Linked DNA regions of Mus musculus: region 2 is linked to region 1. A link is a contact called in public Hi-C data. All regions are on one chromosome and are shown on one strand. Each heading gives the region's core, a stretch centred on a gene start, on an enhancer-like site or on the middle of the called end of the contact. The rest is flanking DNA. Distances are from core to core; before and after follow the strand shown.

What was found. A called contact is a pair of places that touch in the nucleus more often than the background predicts.
Region 2: a Hi-C map of cerebellum shows a contact between it and region 1, with 1.6 times the contacts expected there. The contact joins two enhancer-like sites. A contact is called at or near these places in 2 of 484 Hi-C or Micro-C datasets (bone marrow-derived macrophages and cerebellum), 2 of 115 datasets of contacts at active chromatin or transcription factors (embryonic stem cells and oligodendrocyte precursor cells) and 1 of 9 other capture datasets (embryonic stem cells).

Annotation. Positions count from the first base shown.
Region 1 is chr13:111,925,887-111,930,703 of GRCm38.p6, forward strand. No RefSeq gene overlaps it. Among named protein-coding and RNA genes, the nearest start is that of Gm15326, 60 kb to the left of the region's middle. Within about 2 kb of position 2,930, at least 33 of the 459 cell types and tissues checked have an H3K27ac peak or open chromatin away from gene starts, as enhancers often do. A contact at or near this core is called in cerebellum, where this site is marked.
Region 2 is chr13:112,211,047-112,216,268 of GRCm38.p6, forward strand. No RefSeq gene overlaps it. Among named protein-coding and RNA genes, the nearest start is that of Gm33849, 27 kb to the left of the region's middle. Within about 2 kb of position 2,830, at least 18 of the 459 cell types and tissues checked have an H3K27ac peak or open chromatin away from gene starts, as enhancers often do. A contact at or near this core is called in cerebellum, where this site is marked.

The DNA.
Region 1 (4,817 bases), core at 1,680-4,179:
CTTGACTTTCTTATGGGATTTTACTACTAATATGGGCATTTCTAAACAAGGAAGGTGATTTCTGCTTACTCCCCTTTTGCTATAACATTTTCTGTGTTTTCTCATGTCTTACTTATTTTTTTTTCCATTCAGCATTGTGTTTGCAAGCTGTGGCACGCTAAAATTCTGGATTGATAATTTCCTTGTTGTGTGGTTCTCTGTTGTGTGATTTTTTTTTGCCACAATGCGATGTGTTGATCCACTGTGCCCTTAGCAGACATTTAGGTCACTTCTGATTTGGAGCCATTATAGACCAGTATTGTCACCAAAGATTCATAGCCATACATGCTGGGGCATATGTGTGCAGTTACTGGGGGATTGAAAGCTAGGAACAGAACCACCTAAGGAACAGAACCACCCAGGCTTACTCCTTGCTGGTTCCCCAGTGGAAAGCCCATCTTCTTCTATAAACAAAACTCCACATGAGAGGCCAGGGGCCATGGCAGCTGAGTTGCAATGTTTGGAGCAAGGTGGTATCTTTGAGTCTTCTTTATGTTGTGTGCACTCTAGTGCTTTGTTCTCATTCACATGTATCTCATTTTCTGGAGCCTACGTGCTTTTATGCTGCACTGTAGAACAATGGATTGCAGTGACTTCCCATCCCAAAGTGCAGAAGAGACCTTGGCCTCCTGGTTCTCAAGCAGCATCTTTTCTGAGGTCGATTTTAATAGAGCAACTCAAGCTTACGTTTTAAGCCGGATACTTTCTTAAGGATATTTTCATTACATAATGAAGTAGAGGATTTAAAAAAAAAATCGACAAGCTATTCCCTCAGAGGCCTGTCTGTCCTTTTTATGATTCTGAATTGGCTTGACTCAGGTCTTGGTTGGGAGCAGGGAAATTATATAAGAAGAGAGTTGAAAGTGATCGGATTAAAATATCTGACTGGCTTATGCTGGAGAGGACAAATCGAAACCTGGAGTGCTGTCCAAAGCATGCGGTGACTATCCATCCAGTATGTGACACGCTTGGATTTCAACCATCTATCTTGTGGCCATGAGACCACAGTGAAGAGGTTCAGAGGGTACTCGTGCTGTTAGGAGTTCTCTCTGCCAAAGTGGCAAAATGTCAAAATGGAGACTTTCCACATTGTTGCCCTTTGCCAGAAGCGAAGACAACTGAAGCTGGAACAGCCTGGGCAGCCGGCAGGCCAATGCATGTAATGCATATCATTAAAGATAGTTAGCACAAAGAAATGGTTGTTGTTATGCCTCGTCCAAGTTGGGCTTAGTAGCTAATTAAGTATGAGCGCCTTCTTTTCTCCCTCATGGCCATATGCAGTTTTTGAATTCTTCCGTCACTAACTGTTTTAAGGAAGAAGTTAAATGCAGAATGCATTGAGTTTGGTAGAGGGTTTAAAGGTCTGCCTTTTCCCACCAAAGCTATTTAATATCAGCTGCAGAGTGGGTGTGTATGTGTGTGGGGGAGGGCTGTGACCTCCCTTATTTTTACAACCATTGCCATGATTTCATGGTACTGGCAGCGGTCACCCAAAGGGAAGAAGTAGACTTTATTACAGTAATTATATGCCAGAATGTGGGTATTAAGACAGAAATACTTTTCTACTGATAATTAAATGTCAAAGGAAAAATGACTTTGCCCAACCAGCAGCTCTTCATTGTGTTTTTAATACACTAATGGCCTCAGTGAAGACAAGGCTATGTCCATAGGTTAGAGGTTCAGATTCTGTGTGGCCTCTGGCTTTAGTTTCAGGAATGGTAAATAGAGCAGTTGGGGAGGAGGAGTGTGTGTCAGAACAAGTTAGCGTGATCCCCTCCTTCCCCTAGAGTGTAAAGTCAGATATGTGTTTACTTGAAAAGACGTGGCCATTGGATTTGCAGATAGGTTGTGACCTCCACTGAATCACACTGCTGTTTCTGTGTTCCTGTAGTGCCAGGGATCAAACTCAGGGCCGTGTATGTACTAGGTAAGCATGACACTGCTAAGCCAAATCCCCAGACCATACTGGATCCCTTTATCACTTTTCTCTAATACGTTTTGATGCATTTGTGAATGCCGGAAGAAAAAGAATATGGCTGGAAATTTATCCATAATCATGGTGTTTTTCTGACTTATGTAAAAATGTAAAATCCTAAATAAGTTGAAGAAGGACTGGATAAGTACCAGGAGGTATAACTTTTAAAATTAGTCATATGCTCAAAAATACAAGCTTGTGGCTACTAAGTTATACTCATCAGGCATTAATTGTAGACCAGTACATGTCTGAGATGGCAAATATGATCCCTATGTCAAAAGACTGCATTATGCCACATTTGATTAACTCTGCAACTGAGTTTGGTTCAATCACCGAAACAACTTATGAGTTTCTTTGACCACCCTCAAATAGCTAAAAGGTATAATTCTTTTTAACCCTTGATTTGAAGTGGGCACTTAGTTCATTCTCTGATGTGCTGATTAGCCTGAGTGGATAAACAGAATATTTGTAGAAAGTCAGTAGCAAACATCAGAGCAGATTTGAGAGTTCAGTCTTCATCAAGTGAGAACCCTTCTTAAATTTTTGGCCAGTTGTTAAGCCATGCAGACTACTTGAAAGCGATCTTGTATTTTTCTATAGCACCCGTGTTTGATCCTGATACAAATGCTTGAGGTTGATTTTTCAGTTTGAGTTTCAGCCTATATTGTTTTCTTTTTGGTTATACAGAAGGATCTAGGTTCAGTATGTCTGGAGGTAAGTTGCTGGTGGATTCTGAAGTGGGGAATACCTTCAGGGAGCCTTGATCTGGGAAGCACTGGTCACCCCAATTCACAACAGGCTGGGGTGCTTGCTGCTGCTGCCAGCTTCATTGCTGGAAGTCCAGACTGGTCTCCAGATCATGGCACTGACTCTTCTTCTGTGTTTCCTCTGTTCTCTGCAGTGGGTTTGTCTTCAACAATGAGCTATTCATGGGCACTGAGCGAGCTACCCAGGACAGAGGCGACGGCTGCAGACCCTGCGGGCAGTTGGACATGCTCCAGTCCAGATATTCTTGGGAATGTGGAATTATTTGAATCAAAGGGAAATAAATCTTTTGCAAATGTTAATACAAATGGCTGTGGGAAGGGTTTGGTGCTAAAAGAGTAGCTGAAAATTCTTGGTGCCTACTGAGTTATTTTTTTGGCAGGGAATACTAGGTTGCTATGGGAATGATAAAGACACGATAATAGTCATATTTTAATGGTTCTTCTTACAATGTTGTACTGCGTCCTCTTCAACTGTGCTGGGATGATAAAGCTTGCTCTTTGAGTCATCTGACCACTCTTATCTTGTGTTTAGTTTCTTACTCAATTGCATTTGAACTTGAAAGCATAACTCTGAGTCTGTTCATGAATCCATTTTCTTTTTCACCAGCGCATTCAAGGTTTATATTGCCAACTGTAAGCTTCCCTTTTCATACGTTATGTTGGAATGGGTGTACCCTGGGAGATCTGAAAGTCTATATACTGTTCTGATATAATGGAAAGGGAAAACTGTATAGTACATGCCAAAGGTTAGCTGTTCCGGGCTATCTCTCCTTTGCCACACTTAGATATGTCACAGTGGGGAAGTCACTAAACTATGTCTCTGTATTTGTAAAATAGAGATAATTGCATAACTACTGTGGTGGTGTGAGCTCCTTAGACCATGTACATAAAATTCTAGCAAGGTGATCACGAGTATCTGTTTCTCAAAAACCTAAAACTCGATCTACCGTATGACCCAGCAATAATACTCCTGGGTCTTTACTCAAAAGACATCAAGTCAACATAGCAAAGATGTTTACACATCAATGTTTGCTGAAGCATTATCCTAGCAGCTAAGCTAACCAAGGAACAGAAAAAGAAAATGTGATCTACTTCTCAACAGGAGAGAAATCATGTCGGGCATTGGAAATCTAGCCCACTCGTCAAGGTGGCTGAAGTCATGGATCTTGGAGACGAACCTACAAGTTCTACTTTACTAAACTAGCATCATTCCTAACTGCATTCTAAAAGGAAAAAAAGGAATGAAAACATGTTCTATATACACACTAGAGATTGGTTAGCCATAAAAATGAATGATGTTGTATGGTGTGCAGGAAATGAATGAACCTGAGGCAATCAGATTAAGTGAATTGAGACAAACACCACGTTTCTTCTCACTTGTGAGCCCTAGATTTTATATAGTTACAGAACATCATGTATGTACATATGACACAAAAGCAGAAGTGAAAGTATCTGGGGGAACAAAGGGAAGTAATGTGAGACAGAGGGAGAAGATGCAGAGAGGAGGGGACATTACAGGAATATGTTCATTGTATAATATATACTTGTATGAAAATGTTCTCACATAGCATAGTACCATATATGATGAATATATACAATGAAAATTGAACAAGAAAATATACTCTAAATTACTCTAGGCAGGCTGAACCATAAGGGGGAAAAGCAAATTTAGCCTCCTGTGTCTTCTTCGTTCCATTAGAGTTTAACCTGTCTTTGGAATCAGTGTGGGTCATGGCCTACTGGGAATACAGGCCGCCAAACTTTATCTTCCGCTCTGGGATCTTCATCTACCTTTTTGCCTGTTCCTCCTTATCTTAATGACCCCTAAGCATCGAAGTGTCCTAGGACCCTGCATTTTCCTTTCTGTCTACTCTCAGTAGGCGATGTCATCCACTCTCATCCCTTTCACTATTATCTGCATGTTAATGATACCAAAATTCATGTCTCCAGGCTGGAAATAAATCTTCTTTGTGTATTCAACTGCAACCTTGAGATACACCTCTAATAGGACAGTCTGCTAATTATGTCAACCAATT
Region 2 (5,222 bases), core at 1,580-4,079, 290 kb after region 1:
GATGACCAAGTCACTGAGCTGTGTACCTGTGGCCCCAGCAGGCAACATTGCTAGGGCTGACTTCCAGTTCATTTTATCTTTTCACCTGCATTAAACTCTGCCTTCCTGACAATGTCACCAGCTTTTTCTGCTTTCATCACCTAGGACACAAACATCCACCCAAGAGACAAAAGCCCAGTCTCAGAGAGTTGGTGGTTTCACACCTGAAATACGTTCATTACCAGCACAAGCATTGCTCCAAGGGGAAACCACAGCTCGGCTTTGGACTCCGTGCCTCTAATTGCTGTGTGAGAGGAGCCTATGAAAGGCTGACGGGGCTGCTGGGTGCTGATGCTGCAGAATTATTCTAGTGCTCGAGACAAACTGGCAGAGGCTCCAAACCTGAACTCTGATACTTAGGAATCTGTCTTCTCTTCAAGTGTGAGATAAAATCATATTTAGAGAAAATGAGTCAGTTAACTGTGTTGAAAAGCAATGTATATGCACCTGCACCCATACACATATAGATACACATGCGTGCACACACACACACACACCACACACACATACACACCTACATAACTAATTAACTAATTATAACTATAACTAACAACTAATTAGTTGTTTAAAGAAAGAAGATACTAGCCGGATGTAGTGGCTCAGGCATGTAATTCCATCACTCAAGAAGTAAAGACAGGAAGATGAATTTGGGCCTGAGCTACAGAGGAACACTCTGTCTCAAAATATAAATAGGTAAATAGGGAGAGAGTTGCAGGGAGGGTGGGCTTATACATTTTAGTTTTGTGAATGCAAAAGCCACCGTGATGAATATGGCCAGAGCAAGATAGAGTGAAGAAGTTGGTTGTCCCGCCCCTGCCCCTGCCTGCTGCTACCCCAGACAGGGGTGGGAGGCTGGAGCTGGCTGGCCTTCTGAAGCCAACTGGAGCCAGATAAAAGGACACCAAAGAGAGAAAGGGCATCATTCCCAAGTGCCCGGTTAGCCAGCTCCTTTCAAAGCCTCTGGGCCTTCCCAGGCTCACTCTAGTGTCTGGTTTACACTCTCTGCCTCCCTTGGGAATACAGATGAATGCGGAGGAGTCAGAACCAGGACGGGGCTGCACTGTAAAAACCACCGCAGGTCAGAGATCCGGTGCCAACGGGCTGTGGTGTGGCCGAGAATAAAGGCATCCCAGCCCCCACAGCCATTTGGAGGTTCCAGAGAGCCTCTCCAAAAAGAAACTCACTGTTGCGCCCAACATTGTTAAGAAACTGATTCCAGCATCCTGGCGGATGCATATCACTTATTAGACGCCACAGTACTACCAGCCACGAGGGCCCGATGAGTCTCCAACCTCCGAGTAGTTCTAGGAGGCAAAATGAGCCTAACCCCTGCCTGACAGAAGCGAAGAGCAGTAAGTGATAGACTTTCCCTGTGTGTTCAGCTATGATCGTAGGATAAGATGAAGTGCGGAAATGTTAAAATGTAGCCTGCTGAGGGTGGCGGGGGGGCTGGTTTCCCTCTAAGGATCTCTCACAGGGTAGTGATAACTCCGCCCCTCCCCCACCAGCGCCTCCCTGTGGTTCAAACTGTTTAGAAGTTCATCTAAACTTTAGATGAAGTAAGGAAGGGCAGAGAGGGACCACATCCAGGTCTCGGGAAGCCAAGGAAGCCCCTGCGATAGAAGCACACTGGGGGGATTGGAAGACAGAGAAGAGAATGATAGCCCATGGCCGCGATGCCGCCGCATGGCTGTAGGTCCTTGTGAGTGAATCTGGGGCGATGTCACTGGATTCAGACAAGGCTTGGTGGAGAACTTAGCGTCCCGGCAGGCCACTGCAGGGCCCAAGCCACACTCTTCACACCTTGGCTGTATACTCCCCAGAGATGTGAGTGGTTAGTGTCTTGACCTTTAGGGCATCATTGCCACGCTAAAGGGATCGGCTTCCCTGCTGTTCTAAGAGTTGGATGAGAGTAATATGTCCTGAAGCTGGGGTTTCTACGTCCAGACGGCACATAAATTAAATTCATCCAACAAAACTGGAAGGGTTGGAGGCCATACATGGAATATGGGCCCTGTGGCCAGACAGATGGGAGAATTCTGTTCTGTCCCTGTGTCCTGCACCAAGCACGTAAAAGTTTCTCGCCTGGCATTACCTTCAGATGTCTAACGATGGGACCTCTCACAGGGAGAGAGAAAGGAGTGGCATACAGAGGGGTGGGGCTGAGTTACCAAAGAATGGGTTTTACACTCACAGGGGAGCAAAGGAGCTAGTCAGTCACCGACGGAACCAGCATATTCGCAGAGCTCTGGTGTGAATGTGGATTTAAACAAGAAACAATGCTTCCTGGTTCTAAAGCCATCTTTTAAGATTTTTAGTGTAATTTTGGACTCCCTATAAGAGGTCTTCGGTTGTTCACAAGGACAATCTCTGTTTTGTTTTGTTTTGTTTTGTTTTTTTCTCCACACCCTTCCCCCAATCCTCTTCAACTCTCTTCTGAGGATTTTATTTCCCTGGCTTCAGTACATCTTTATCTTTACATTTCCATTCGAAAATGACCGTGTAGCTATCATTCTCTTGGTGCCTTGGTCGAATACTCCCTGATTTAGACGTGAGAACTCCCTTCTCTGAAGCGCATCACTGAGGTGAAGGATCTGAAGCCGCTAACGGTGGTGGCGGAAGGGACATCAGGCATCTCCTTGACAAGCTTCAGTCGGCCAGAGTCCAAGATGAAGCCGAGAGAACTGAAAGAGCCTTTGGCTACCGGGGCGGGTGATGGACAGAGAGTGCTGTGAAAGGAGACTGGCCAACGGCAAAGAGGGGCCTGGTAAAGAATTGGCAAGGCTGTGTGAAGCCCCTCGGTGGAAAAGCCCGAGCTTCAGCGTGTCCGTCTGTCGCACCGTGCTAGGAGGCGAATCATTTTGGCCTGGGGAAGTTGCCTGCCAGGAAGCTACCCATCTGTGGGGGCCTTTGGGAAAGTGGATGTGTCTGGACTCCTGCCCGACCCTGTGGAAAAGGATGAGAAGAAAAGGCCCCACAGTGAGAGATCAGGCTGAGAGACGAGGAGCACCCCCGTGGCTGACACTCATGAGTCAGAGCAATGGGAAGGAGTTGGGAAACGGAGGAAAAGGATGTGGGGGTGGGAGGAGGCGGGAGGCAGCTTTGTTTCTTCAGTCTGGGTCTGTCAGGACCTGTCTCCTTCCTTGACGGATTCCCCCATTTGGCATTCTTCACCCATCCTTTGAAAACTCAAGTCTGACTTCTTCCAGGTGAGGAATCTACTCGTGGTCTCTCAGAGGAGCACACACCCTGTGAGAGAACTCTCTTCCAGAAGAAAAAAGAAAATCTGCGGTTTTGTGTGCTATGCTGACAGGGACTGAGCTACTGCCTCGGAGCCTTGGGCCTTGGTGGCCACATCAGTGTCCTCTTCTCTCTCTAGAGTCCTTGTCACAGGGTTTTGCTTCCCTCTGACCTTTGCGACGCCAGGTTTACCGTTCTGTCTTCCTTTTCTAAGTGGGCTGGCTTGTACCCATATTCCCACCAACTCCCTTCCCAAGACTGGCCAGACAAATGTCCTTCCCATTGATAACTGGCAGGGACAAAATTCATTAAAAAAAAAAAATTCTTGCTGAAGTGATAATGACTGGTAATAATTTCAGGTGATGACCCCCATCAGAAGATGATGTCCTAATCTGGTACTCCCATGCTCAGCACATATAGAAAATGATAGTAATTTTACTACATAATATGAAAAGTTAAAGCAGGAAGCAATGGGTCCTAGGAATCACTATTCCCTGATTCCCACTATTAAAAGCTGAGAGACCCAAATTTTCCAGCTTCTGAAATCTTTTCGTGAGTATCCAATTAGGAAGCTTGATTTTAATCCAGTAGCTTTAAACCGAGCTTCTGTTTGCAGCTGGGCCTCAACCTGGAAGGCTGGTGAGCCACCGACATAGCAGTTTCAGCCGTCCCTTCTCTCTTTTTCTTTCTCAGAGCACTAGATGTGTGTTTACTGAGAGAAACAATGTTGCAGATTAAAGGAGCTTGAAGGATCACTATGATCTTTTGTCCACCAAAAGCAACCAAGTAACAATAACCATAGGCATGTTGAGGACAGAAGGGCTATCTTCTACATCCCCCGCATCCATCAGCAATGCCATCTTCCACACAGGCTACACAGCCCACTCCTGCATGCATCAGTGTGCATCCTACTTCTCTGTCTAGATGGCTTTTGTTTCTTTAAAATGCCTAATCCCTGGGTAAGAGATGCTGGTGTATGTCTTTGATTGCAGCACCCAGGAGACAGAGGCAACGGCAGAACTCTGGGAGTCCCAGGAAAGCCAGAGCTACATAGTAAGACCGTCTAGGGAAATTTTCACCGGACCAGATGGATTAATATCTGGGCTTACTAATGCCTTAGCTAAGTCTAGCCCAAGCCACTAATAACTGCTCTTGTCAGTGCTACCTATTGCATTGCAGGCCAATTTATTTCTACAATCTTTGTAGAACCCATTAGATGCATGAAACATCAAAACTACTCAGAAGAAAAGGCTAAAAATTAAATGCTAAGGTATATCACAAGATTGAGGTATGACTTTACTTGTTATGATAGTATTATTTATTGCCTTGTTATATGCATTTTTATCTTACCTTATGTTTTAGAAAAGGAAAGGGAAGGGAAAAGGGAAGGGGAAGGGAGGGGAGGGAAGGGAAGGGAAGGGAAGGGAAGGAAAGGAAAAGGAAAGGGAAGGGAAGGGAAGGGAAGGGAAGGAAAAAAAAATGAGTTCTTGGAAAGTTCCATGGAAAAGATGCTCAACGGTCAATGTCACTTTGATAGGATCTGACATCACCCATGAGACAGACCTCTTGTCATGTCTGTGAGGGATTCTCTAAACTTGGTTTAACAAAGTGAGAAGATTCACCCTAAATGTGAATGGCACCATTTTATGACTTGGGATCCTGGATTGCGTGAAACGGAAGTTCCGGGAACAGGCTACCAGCCATCCCCCAGATGCCCTTGAATCCACAGATAAACAACAACCACAAACACACACACACACACACACACACACACACACACACACACACGCACGCACGCACGCACGCACGCACGCACGCACGCGCGCCAGTTAATCTTAAAATGCCTTTGCTAACTCAATGACTGAGCACTGCTAAACCTCTCCTGCTACCCCAGGTATGCTTCCCCTATTTTTGCCTGCCTCCCATGCAACTCTAAATGTCCC